2 separate regions of the Sus scrofa genome follow, and region 2 is linked to region 1. A link is a contact called in public promoter capture Hi-C data. All regions are on one chromosome and are shown on one strand. The core of a region is the stretch at or near the end of the contact, and the rest is flanking DNA. Distances in the headings are between cores, read along the strand shown.

Evidence for each region. Promoter capture Hi-C pulls out the DNA fragments that hold promoters and counts their contacts.
Region 2: a contact with region 1 is called in a promoter capture Hi-C map of fetal liver, with 2.4 times the contacts expected there. The contact joins the promoter of PSKH1 here to the promoter of PARD6A in region 1. A contact is called at or near these places in 2 of 5 promoter capture datasets (fetal liver and liver), 1 of 47 Hi-C or Micro-C datasets (embryonic fibroblasts) and 1 of 2 datasets of contacts at active chromatin or transcription factors (alveolar macrophages).

What each region holds. Positions count from the first base shown.
Region 1 is chr6:28,275,973-28,282,177 of Sscrofa11.1, reverse strand. It overlaps PARD6A (partitioning defective 6 homolog alpha), which reads right to left and starts at 1,676. Exons shown (of 3, transcript XM_021094099.1): 1 at 982-1,676; 2 at 372-594; 3 at 1-139. The coding sequence starts at 1,044. ACD (adrenocortical dysplasia protein homolog) reads left to right here and starts at 1,769. Exons shown (of 12, transcript XM_021094094.1): 1 at 1,769-1,949; 2 at 2,031-2,167; 3 at 2,303-2,396; 4 at 2,475-2,551; 5 at 2,660-2,704; 6 at 2,835-2,869; 7 at 3,033-3,184; 8 at 3,263-3,344; 9 at 3,440-3,526; 10 at 3,719-4,077; 11 at 4,202-4,293; 12 at 4,373-4,529. The coding sequence starts at 1,851. The coding sequence ends at 4,451. CARMIL2 (capping protein, Arp2/3 and myosin-I linker protein 2) reads right to left here. Exons shown (of 39, transcript XM_021094090.1): 34 at 5,928-5,964; 35 at 5,711-5,782; 36 at 5,392-5,613; 37 at 5,160-5,240; 38 at 4,774-4,851; 39 at 4,529-4,691. The coding sequence ends at 4,579.
Region 2 is chr6:28,504,325-28,510,476 of Sscrofa11.1, reverse strand. It overlaps PSKH1 (serine/threonine-protein kinase H1), which reads right to left and starts at 1,692. Exons shown (of 3, transcript XM_021094111.1): 1 at 1,557-1,692. NRN1L (neuritin-like protein) reads right to left here. Exons shown (of 3, transcript XM_005653247.3): 3 at 4,243-6,152.

The DNA of each region.
Region 1 (6,205 bases), core at 427-2,926:
ACCTGTCGGAAATCTTGGGGCAGGCTGATTAGCAGGGGTGGCCGGGTGCGCAGAGGTGCCACTGGCCGGAGTAGGAGCCCTTTCTTGCGCCGCTGCAGGGAGTTGGAGGCAAAGGCCAGGCCACTGGAGTCAGCTTCTGCTGCAGGAGAGGGGACACTGAAATCAGAGACCCTAATGTCCCACTCAGGCCCTTTTCCATCAGGCCCAGGCCTGGGGAAGGCACACTGTAGTTATTTCCTGCCACTTGGAGGTCAGGCCAAGGGCAAGGACTGCAGAGGGTGAAGTTTGGGTACCCTAGGCATGGTCTAACCCTTGGAGATCTGCCCTGTCACCCTACCCCACAGAGGCTGCCCCCTGTACCCCATCCTTACCCCGCTTCTGCACTAGCAGTCTCAGTGGCGGGGGCCCACTGGCCAGGGCCCGGTGCAGGCTGTCGTCGTTGGTGAGGGGCAGTAGGTCGCCGTGAGCATCCGTATAGCCAAGCAGCACGTCCAGGCCCGGGATCTGGTGTACCGCACGCAGCAACCGAGAGAACTCTTGGAAGCCGCTCACCGAAGCGCGAGGTAGCGCGAAGCGTCGGAACTCGGCATCAAACTGGAGGCGGGGGTAGGAGGTCGGGGGAGGAGGAGGGGTTAGGACAGAGTCCGTGCCCTTTCTCACCACAGGTCCGAGGGTAGTAGGGGTGGGAAAGACAGGGCTTCACAACAGCTGCAGACTTGCACCCAGACCTCTGCTCCAGTGCAAGGGACGCTGTCCAAGGTCTTCTCCTCGCCCTCCAGGTACCCAGGCCAGAGGGACTCTAGAAGCCGGCAGTGGAAAGGAGGAGGTGGGATGGGGGGAAGCGAAAAGGAAAACCAGAGAATGGGACGTGGAGGATGGAGGAGAGAAAAAGGTGGTGGGGACCAAGGAGTCAGGGAGGGGAGAGTGAGGGTTGGAAGCGCCTAGGGCCGGAGCCAGAGCTGGGGCTGGAGGGGTCCTTACTTTGCTCTTCACCTCGACGATGCTGTCAGGACTGCGTGCCGGAGTCCTCTGCGGCCTGGCCATCGTGGGACCGGGAGGGCCAGGGACGGTGCCCTAGGCGGCCCGCCGAAGCGCAGGTGCACAGCCTGCGGGGCCGGCTGGCCCGCGCAGCCCCGCCCCTGGCGGTAGCACTCGCCCCGCCCTCCTATCCGGGCCGTGACGTCAAGGGGGCAGCGACGAAGAGTGGAACGCGGAGTCCACGTTTCCTAGGAAACGGAGCTGGAGGGGTGGAGAGTCTCACGTCCTCTTACGTCACTACGTTACGGTCGTCAAGTCCCGGGAGCCTCGGGGGAGGGGCTTGGCCAAGCCGAGGGGAGAGTTGGGGAAGTGGTATTTATTGAGCGCTGTACGCTGTTATTTCCATTGGCCTTACAAGGCTGTGTATGTTGTAGATGAGGGAACTGGGTCATAATATAAATATCTGCTGAGTTCTTTGGGGTCACAGGCATTGAAGTGACTCCGAGCTAACTCGCTCGGACCACCCTTGGCTGCAGCCTCAGGCCCTAGATTCCTCCCTCTCCATACATGCCAGCCTTTGCGCCTTCCTGCTCAATGCCACAGGAGTTCTGAAGAACGGCCCAAACGCGGACCGTTGCTCGGAGAGTTGCTCAAGTAAGAGCAAGCACGTCAGCAGCCATTTGATTCAATGGGAGTGCACACAAACTCCCAACTAGGACGCGCATGTGCGCACGCGCGGGCATGCTCATGGGCAGGGCCTAGGTTTCGGGTTCCGCCCAGCGCTCCTGCACTTCCTCTTCCGACTAGAGGCGGGGCCGCGGCGCTAGCGGGAAATCCGGGCTAGAGGTAATCCGCTGGCTGCCGCGGCGGGAATGGCCCGCTTGGGGAACCTCGTCCTGCGACCCTGGATTCGAGAGCTAATTCTGGGGTCAGAGGCACTTTCAAGCCCGCGGGCGGGGCAGCTGCTCAAGGTGAGAACCCCGCTACCTTTTTCAGGGCCCGGAGGGCGGGGTCCCAGGGCGGTGGGCTTGATGCTTTATCACCGCGGTCAGGTACTGCAGGAGGCCGAAACCCCGGGCCCGTCCCGCGCCTCCGACACGTCTCACGTCGACACCGCGCTGCTTGTGTCCGATGGGACCCACAGTATCCGATGTCTGGTGACGCGAGAAGCCCTGAACGCCTCGGACTGGTGAGAGGGGCTCCGCGGGGCTTGGAGATAGTGGAGGCCAACGGGAGAGCTCAAGGTTTGAGCTGGAGGTGGGCGGGCCCCAGGCGGGCTGGGCTGTGTTCACGCAGGCTCGGCACTGAGGGTCCCCTGCCGCAGGGAGGAGAAGGAGTTCGGTTTTCAAGGGGCAGAAGGTCGGCTGCTGCTGCTGCGGGACTGCGGGGTTCGCGTCCAAGTCGCCGAGGGAGGCGCGGTGAGTGGTGAGCCTGGCCTGGGTGGGTTACTGGGCCTGACTTTCTAACAACTCCTGAGACCTGTCCCTGAACTCCAGCCCGCAGAGTTCTACCTCCAGGTGGACCGCTTCAGCTTGTTGCCCACAGAGCAGCCCCGGGAACAGGTGATTGGTTGGTAAGTGATGCCTCCACCCTCCACCTGTTCTCCTCACCCAGGCCTGGCTTTTGGGGTGTGAGGGCTTGGGCCCCTAGTAACACTGACTGTCTACCACTCCTCTCCCAGCAACCAGGATCCAGATGTGCAGAAAAAGCTTTATGACTGCTTGCAGTGAGTCTGGGGTTGGGCTTTTCCGTTCGGCTTTTATTCGGGGCTTGGTCACTTTTCTGACTGAGCCTGCTCAGTCAGGGGATGGCAGATTTGTGCAGATAGGCCTCAGGTGTCTCCTGTGTTTCTCTAGGGAGCACCTTTCAGAGTCTACCTCTCCCAGTGCAGGTATGTATAGGGGTTGGCGGGCTGCCCGAACTCCTGGTAGAGTGATCTCTCCAGTCATCACACACACACACACACCCTACTTTCTTAATAAGTCCTCCTTCTTATCTCCCACCCTACCCTTCCTCTTTGAGTTTCAGCCCATCTCCTGGTCCCCTGCCCCCAGGCATTTCACTGTCCCAACTTCTGGATGAGGTAGAGGAGGACCAGGAGCATCGTGGGGCACTAGTGCAACTGGCTGAGAGCTGTCTGATGCTGGCAGGCCCTTGCACGGCAGCCCCCCTCACCCGCTGGGCTGCCTCCCGCTGCAAGGCCACGGTCGGTCTGGGGCTTCACTTGGGAGGTGTCAGGGTGGGGACTTGGGCAAGGGCCAAACTGAAAGTTCACATCCCACAGGGAGAAGCTGTGTACACCATCCCCAGCCTGTGGCTGCGCATCTCTGAGAATGAGCAGCGGATCCTGAGCTGTCTGGGCCCAGGTCAGAGGGCACAGGGTAAGCAGGACTGGAGAGGTCAAGAGCGGAGTACCTGTGCCCAGTGCCCACAGTGCTGATAAGCCTCCCCTGACTCCCAGGCCCTGAGCTACCCCCGCCACACCCAGCTCTGCAGGACCTGTCTCTGGCCCTGATCTCCTCTCCTCCTTCCTCACCCTGTTCCTCAGGTAAGGTGGTGCTTAGCTCTTCCTTTCGCTGTGAGCCACCAATCAGGTGACAGGGCTGCACAGGATGCTGTGAAAGGGTATACAGCTGGGTGGGGGGTGAGCACAGTTCCTGCAGGCCTGCCTCAGCTCATAGGTCACTCAATTGGGGTGAGCTGCGAGGGCTGTGCCCATGGTGAGTCCCTTTCTCCTCAGGAACCCCTGCCTTACTCAGCCACATGTTGTCAGAGGAAAGCGGTGCCAGCATCAGCCTTCTGCCGGCCCTGCCCTTGGATGCTCCAGACCCAGTGCTTAAGGGCAGCTCCCAGCCCCTGTCAGCCGTCTGCTCAGCTCCTGGCCCCTTACCCCCTGACTCTGTACCCAACTCCCCATTCCTGAGCTGCACTCCAAATCTGTCACCCCTTGGCCATGTCCCCAGTCCACACCAGGCCCATGTAACCAAGGCCCAGAAACCTAGCTTGGAGTTCAAGAAGGTAGAGTTACCTCCCAAGGCCTGGCATCGCTCCCCAAGGACAAGAACCACCAAGGAAGCCCTGGAGTCCAGTCCTATGTGGGTGAGCATAGCCATCCCTACGACTAGAGGGTAGAATGGGGTGGGCCTTGGGCACAGCTGGGATGGGGACTGGGGGTGGCCTTGGATGGGGTTAGGCCTCTCTCCAGACACTGTAACTCCTTCAGGACCCCCCAAAGAGGCATCGTGATGGTTCCACCTTCCAGTATGAGTACGAGTCCCCCTGTCCCTCCCTCTGTGCCCAGGTCCAAACTGTCAGGTGAGTGCCTGGGGCTGCCCCCGCCCTTGGTTACCCGATCCCAGTGCCCACTGACCTACAGCCATGGTTCTCTTCCTAGGCTCCCTCCCCAGCTCGTAGCCTGGGCCTTGCACTTTTTGATGGAGCCACAACTGGAATCTGAACTAACCCAGGTGTGAGGGGTCCTGTGAACACGTGGGAGGATGTGTACGCACAGGTCTGTGCTTGGGGGTAGATAAACAGTGCTCCACACTGGTTTTCTTTGAGTTTTTTAATAAAATAATCTCATGCGGCAGGAAAAGAAGGTCAGGGGTTGGGGCCGCCGCCTCTTTGGTCTGTGGCTGGGGAAGGTGGGCTCTGCTCAGGGCTGGAGGGCTCTGAAGTCTGTGGGAGCAGAGGCTCGGCTCCAAGGCCAGATCCTGTCGGAGACGGGGAGAGAAGGAGGGTCAGGAGTGGACTGAGCAACCCTGCCCCCTCCCAGCGGGCCCCAGCCCCTCTTACCTACGCTTGGAGATGGAGGTGTCTCAAGCTTTGGTCTGCGCTTGAGAACAGGGGAGCGCTGCAGCCGCAGGGGCCGTTCTAAGGGATACAGAAAGACTTGGGGAGGCTTGCTCAGGGCTCACTGCCTCTCCCCCGACAGCACTGCCTTCCGAGCCTCCCCCTTCCCCTGCAGCCTCCCAGCCCTGGCAGAGTGTGGGCTCTGGTGGAGGTGGAGCCAGGGCTAGCAGGAAGGGCTTCTCACACCCTTGCTCCAGGCCTTCCGGCTCCCTGGTTTCTCAGCCCCTCACGCCACTGGTAGCGCCCTTAGAGGACCAGAGCCACAAAGGGAGCCCACCCTCCCCCATCTCCTCCTGTGCCCAAGCACACATGGCGGTGTCTCCCCTCACCAACAGGGGCCTGGAGCTGGTCCTCATGCACAGACACGGCTCGTCGCCCTGCCGGGAGAGGCCTCGGCCTCAGCTGGCCATCTGGGGGAGGCCAGGGTGTGAGGGTATAGTCCCAACAGCTGCCCCACTCCAGCCCTTGCCTCCCACCTGCAGGGTCCCCAGAAGAGCTGAGTTCCCAGCAGGGGCTCTAGGCCCTAGCCCAGCATCAGGTGGGGGCTAGAGTACCGCTTACCTGTGTTCTGGGAGCTTAAGCAAGGATCCTCTGGGAGGCCCAGGCTGTCTGGGGAGGGGCTGGCTCTTCGAGGGCTTGGGCTAGGACAAGGGGAGGGGGGACCTGGACCATCCTGTTGACCCCAGCCACGACCCCTGAGCTCCGCATTCAGTTGCTGCCCCAGTGTCTTCCAGGTGGCAGGCTCAGGCCCCTGGCCCCCTGGACCAGGTCTGCATGAAGGGTCTGCAGGGAAAAGAGTGTCAGCCAAGACTTGGGCCAGGCACTGGAGGTGAGCCTGACCCTCCGTGTCCCCCAGCCAACCACAGTGGCCCTCACTCACCAGCAGACACAGAGTGAGTACGGGACTTGATTGAGATGGGCGGGGTCTCTGTGGAACTGTCCATAATGTCACCTGCAAAGGCAGGGGCTTAGGGCACTGGGCCTTGCTGAGGGGAAGAGACACATGGCTGATCCTGCTCTTCCCCGGGAGAATAAAGTCACGGGGACTCTCCCTCTCCCCAGAAATGTGTACTTTCCTAGCCCAGGGTCCCACTTACCATCTGAGCCAGCCTTCTTGATCTCTCCATCTTTGCTCTGTAGGAAACAGGAAAGTCAAGCTTAGTCCTGTCCTACCCTCTTACTAACCCTGTTCTTTTATTCATTCTTGTTCTAACTGCCACTAAATGCCCACCATGGGCTGGGTAAGAACATCCAAAACCCAGTCCTGGTCCTCTTGCACAGTCAGTGGCGAAGAGTTACCACACAGCAACAAGCATGAGGGAGCATAGACACACAGATAAAATGGTTTTTTTTTGTGATTTTTTTTTTTTTTTTT
Region 2 (6,152 bases), core at 443-2,942, 230 kb before region 1:
GAATTTGTATTCTGAAAAATCACCCCAGGAGATTTTAGACAACAAGGTCGACAAGGCTGCACCACCTACCGCATGCACACGTGTGCATGTACAAACAGGACATTCGCATTTGCTGGGCCCATCTCAGGCCCTGGCCCCTGAAAGGTGCTCAAAATAATATAGCCGAATCTATATCCATTCTCAACCAGCAACCTATCCCAGTTGGTTCAGCTCCTACTTTATGCCAGACACACAGCCAGACACTCAGAGGCAGACAGAAGACTCAATCCCCAGACCAACCATCAGGTGACACAACACAATAAACTCCAACATGAATAGAAATTCAGAGGAGTCAGGGGTTCCATGAGAAGGGAGGCTTTTCCAAGGAAATGAAATCTAAGGCAGATTTTATAGCTTTTTTTTTTTGCTATTTCTTGGGCCGCTTCTGCGGCATATGGAGGTTCCCAGGCTAGGGGTCAAATCGGAGCTGTGGCCGCCAGCCTACGCCAGAGCCACAGCAACGCAGGATCCGAGCCGCGTCTGCAACCTACACCACAGCTCACGGCAACGCCGGATCGTTAATCCACTGAGCAAGGGCAGGGACCGAACCCGCAACCTCATGGTTTCTAGTCGGATTCGTTAACCACTGCGCTAAGGCAGATTTTAAAGGACAGATGTAAATTTTCCATAGTGGTGGGTGGAGGTGGGGATGAAGGAAAAGAAAAGTATTACCATGCCCGGGTGCGGCCCTAAAAAGACAAAAAAAAAAAAAAGTACTACAAAGTGAGAAAATTGCATATCTAAAGCAAGAGTGTATTAAAACAGAACTAAAGGCAGGTTCACATACCCCCCAAAACAATGTAAACAGGAAACAGAAGTGGCTAGGATTTCGGGATTATACCTCTATCAGATTATGAAGAGCCCTGAATGCCTTGCTATGAGCTTTGGCCTTTATCCTGTAGGTACCACGGGGCCAGTTTTAGGCAATGAAGGATTTATTCAGATTTTTCATGTGGGAATTCAACTTCATAGCCTCATGGAGGGAGAGTGAGCGTGGAGGAGTTGGACTTTGCCTGCTTTTATAAAAGCAGAGGGACAACTAATTTACAAGGCAGGCGAACCGGACGGACTCAGACCTACTCTTCCCCTCAAAATAAACAAGGAAGCGACCAGCCGTCCTCCGGGCCCCCTGGCGTTTGTTCGCAAAGGAGTGGGTGTGCAATAGATGCCGGACATGAGAAAGTAATGAGGACAACCGGGTCAATCCACTCTGACCTACGCCGGCTGGTTGAACAGAAGGCGAAACAGCAGACCATGACCACCTGGCTCTTGCGGCCTCAGAGACGGGCTACCCAACGCAGCAGCAAGTCTCAAGGCCAGTCCAGCCTCGAATACCGGGGCCCTCGAAGAGCGGTCTCCTGGCCTGCTCCCTAGTCCCGTAGGCCCCGGCGCCCCGGGCACGAGCCGAGGGCTCTCAGCTGGATAGGGACGGGCCCAGTGCTCCAAGAAGCGACCGTTGCAGCAGCTCGTCAGCCCCTCCCACCCATGGGGCCGTCGCCTGGGCCCAGCCGCCTCACCTCGCACGGGCGGCGGGCTCTTTGGCGTCTGAGCACCTGTGCTGACCCTCTCCGGGCTGCGGTTACGGCACCCGCCGCCGCCGCCGCCGCAGCCGCCGCCATCCTCAGGCGTCAGCGTCGTGGCGTCATCACAGCGCGCGCTTGACGCCAAAACAAACTCCGTACGCCCACTGGGCGGGGCTGGGAAGGACTCCGGAGGGCAGGGCTACGCGCTCGGAGCGTTGTCTGTCAGTCAACGCTTTCAGGGCGGGGCTGGGCTCTCTCCCGGGAATAACGGGTGAGTCTTTGTGTCGCTCCGAGAACCTTGAACTTAGGTTTGGCAGTCACAGTAGATAGTGGGGAGAATGTTTTAAGATCCTTGTTAGGGAGTTCTCCTTGTGGCTCGGCGGAAACTAATATAACCAGCATCCATGAGGACTCAGGTTCCACCCGTGGCTTCGCTCAGTGGGTTAAGGATCCGGGTGTTGGCATGAGCTGTGGCGTAGGTCGCAGAAGCGGCTGGGATCTGGCGTCGCTGTGGCTATGGTGTAGGCCTTCGGCTACAGCTCCCTTTAGACCCCTAGCCTAGGAATCTCCATATGCCGCGGGTTCTGCCCTAAAAAGGAAAAAAAAAAAAAGAAAGAAAGAAAGAAAGAAAAAGATTGTAGTTAGGAGAGAGGGTGCTTTATAGTGCGAGATTGGGGATATAGTGCAATTCAACAGAAGTTTCTGGAAGTTCCTCTGGAATTATGCAAAGGACAGTCTTAATTTTTTTGTTTGTTTGTTTGGTCTTTTGTCTTTTTAGGGTCGCAGCCGCGGCATATGGAGGTTCCCAGGCCAGGGGTCTAATTGGAGCTGTTGCCGCTGGCCTACGCCAGAGCCACAGCAACGGCCAGATCCAAGCCACATCTGCGATCTACACCACAGCTCACAGCAACGCAGGATCCTTACTTAACCCGCTGAACAAGGCCAGGGATCAAACCTACAACTTCATGGTTCCTAGTTGGATTCGTTTCCACTGTGCCGAGATGGGAACTCCAGGACAGGCTTAAATTTAATTAATAAATTATTTTTTAAACTACAGTTAAAATAATTCAATTGTAAATCAACTATAATTAAAAAATAAACTAAATAAAATAAAATAATTCAGGCACTCAGATATGTTGAATTTGACCTCCATCACAGAGGAGTTGCAAATGGTTAACTTAAAGATCGATGAAATCAGTTTTAGGCCAACTGTGTAGTAACATTTTTTTTTTTTATTGTTTTTCTTTTTAGCCAGGCCCAGGGCATTCCCTGGCCAGGGGTCAATCTGAGCCACAGCAGCGACCTGAGCTGCTGCAGTGACAACAGCAGATCCTTAGTCGGCTCTCCCACAGGAGAACTCCTTGCTTTATTGTTTTTGTTTTTGTTTTGTTTTTGTCTCTTTAGGGCCGCACTTGTGGCATGTGGAGGTTCCCAGGCTAGGGGTCCATTCAGAGCTGTAGCGGCCAGCTTCCACCAGAGCCACAGCAACACCAGATGTGAGCCACGTCTGCAACCCACACCACAGCTCACAGCATCACTGGATCCTTAACACACTGAGTGAGGCCAGAGATCAAACCCAAAACCTCGTGGTTCCTAGTCGGATTCATTTCCACTGCGCCACAACAGGAACTCCCTCCTTGTTTGTTTTAATTTTTGTTATTATTGTTACTGAATTTAAGTATATTCTGAAACTGCACAGCAAATACATTAGAAAAAAAATGTTACCACTGATGATTCTCCTATAGGATCGGAATTATCTCACTACTTTACAATCAACCCAGATTTCAGGGCGAGGGAAATAGGTATCTCAAGTGATAAGGGGATTTTTTTTTTTTTTTTTTTTGTTCTTTTTAGGGCTGTACCTGTGGCATATGGAAGTTCCTAGGCTAAGGGTCCAATCTGAGCTATAGCTGCTGGCCTACACCACAGCCACAGCAACGGGGGATCCAAGCCAGGTCTGTTACCTACACCACAGCTCACAGCAATGCCAGATCCTTAACCCACTGAGTGAGGCCAGGGATCAAACCGGAATCCTCATGGATACTAGTCGGGTTTGTTACTGCTGAGCTACAAGGGGAACTCCAAGAAGGGGATTATAATCTCCATCCATCTTCATTTCATTCTGTTCATTTATTAAAATCTTTACTGAGCACTTACTTCATAACATGGGATTGCCTTTGTATAAGCTAATTTTGTATTTTAAACCTAAATATGTATTAACACCAATAAAATATCACAGTCTGTTTTATATAGTAGGATATCACAAAATATTTTATTAAAAAAAAAAAAAAAAAACACCTTAGGAGTTCCCATCATGGTGCAGTGGAAATGAATCCAATAGGAAACATGAGGTTGCAGGTCCGATCCCTGGCCTTGTTCAGTGGGTTAACTATCTGGCATTGCCACAAACTGTGGTGTAGGCCGGCAGCTGCAGCTCTGATGTGACTCCTAGCCTAGGAACCTCCATATGCTGGGGGTGTGACCCTAAAAAGACAAAAGGCCAAAAAAAAAAAAAAAAAAAACCCTAAAAGTTACTTCCAGGAGTTTCCATTGTGGCTCATCAGCTTAAGGAGCAGATGCTGTCTCTGTGAAGATGCGGGTTTGATCCCTGGCCTTGTTCAGTGGGTTAAGAATCCATCGTTACCACAAGCTGTGGCATAGGTCACAGAAGAGGCTTGGATCTGATGTTGCCATGGCTGTGGCGTAGACAGGCAGCTTCAGCTCCCTTTCAACCTCTAGCCCAGGAATTTCCATATGCCGCAGGTGTGGCTGTGAAGAAAAAAAAAGTTACTTCCACATGTTTAGTATGATGATTAAGGGAAGGGACTTAGGGACCAAATAAACTTGGGATCATATCACACCTCTGACACACAATCGTGTAAGCTTAACATCTCCCCTCCTTAAGCCTAGTATTTTTTAAGCCTCTATATAATAGGCATCATAATCGACTTCAGTAATTGTAAGTGTTGAAAATAATATAGAATTCCAAGGTTGAGAGAGGTTAGAAAGCCGCACAACACCTCTATTTTACATTTGGCAAATTAATTCAATAATTCACTTCAATATTGACTCCTTGCTATGGGCAGGTGCTGGTCTGTGCTCTGGTGAAAAACATGGTGCCCTGAGATGAAGATGTATATTGATGCAGAGGGGACTGGGCTTAGGATATTCAGCCCCCAGACCCTCCTCTGAACAATAAGCTATTCCATGTTGCAGAGCTGCAAATGTGATAAGCGCCATTACCATGATGCTCCGGCCTGGGCAGCTGTGTCTAGGGCTCAGTCCATTTGGCTATCAGCCCACCCCTTTCCTCCAGCTCTGGGATAAAACACACAAAGCTCTTAAGCCCCTGGCCAGAAAGCAGATTCTATCCCCAGCCCCACCCCCACGCACACACTCCAGGTCACTCAATTCCAGGGAAGAGCAGGGACTTAGGGAGCAAAAACCAGGGGAAAGTAGGTCACAGCAGGAGGATGGTAATCCCCCTGATGGCTGGCCAATGCAGCCCCTGCTGCTGCAAGCGGGCTGCTCCTGGTCACCCACCAAGAGTGGCTCTGGGAAGACTTTTGGGGTTTGGAGCCCCAGCACCACCCTTCCCAACAGTAAGCCCAGGTTAAGGAGGCTGCCCCAAGAAGACACATCCTCCATTCTGAAGTCATTCTCAGTCCAAGCTCTTGCTGACTATAAAACTTTTTGTGCAAGACTAGAGATTCTATTTTTTCATTCCACACACTCTCACAAATGCACTTATTATACTCATCCCTAGGTTGGGTGCTAGAGATACAAAGAGGACCCTTGGGGAATCCACAGTAGGGCATTCAAACCTGGACCCAGACACTAACGGGCCAGTGAGCCACTGCTATGAGTACTGAGACAGAAGAAAGCCCAGGAACTGTGTGGAGCTGTAGGAGGCGTCTGACTCAGCTTGGAGGCAGGGTTAGGGAGGAGGTGATACAGAACAAGAGGTAGGAGTTCACCAGGAGGAAACGGGGAAGGATATTCTGAGCACAAAGCCCCAGAGGAATAGGAGGCTGGCCTTTCCTTCTGGAAGATATTGGTGATCAAAGGGGGCAGATCTGGGAGGGATTTTTTTCCCCTAAACTTTCTCCTTCAGGTGATGTGAGAAGATAGGTAAGGAATGGTTGGGAGAGAGAAGTGGGAGGAAAAGAATGGGTAAATGACGCACAGGAGCAAAGACAGAGCAGTGAGTTACCTGAGGCATCTTAGCTAACAGGAATGGGAGGGTGCCTGGGAAGCACTGATGGAATAGGGCTCCTGCGTGAGTGAGTGGAGGTCTCTGGAGGCACCTGTCACACTGGAGCCTAAACAAGGGTCCCATCAGGCCTGATTCTGTCTTGGGGGCAACACCCTCCCAGTATAGACTCTAGTGCAAGTCTTAGTTCTGGACTCCAGAACCCCTCCTCCCCCTACGCCTGATTCCTTGGGCCTCTCTCTAACTCAGCCCCACTTTTCCATCATTGCTAAGTCTAGCATCTTTACCTCCTATCACCCTCTATCATTCTCCTTCTCTGAAACCTCCCCTTACCCCAAGGACTGAGTAGGTAGATGATTCCTCTGTGCTGCTGGAGG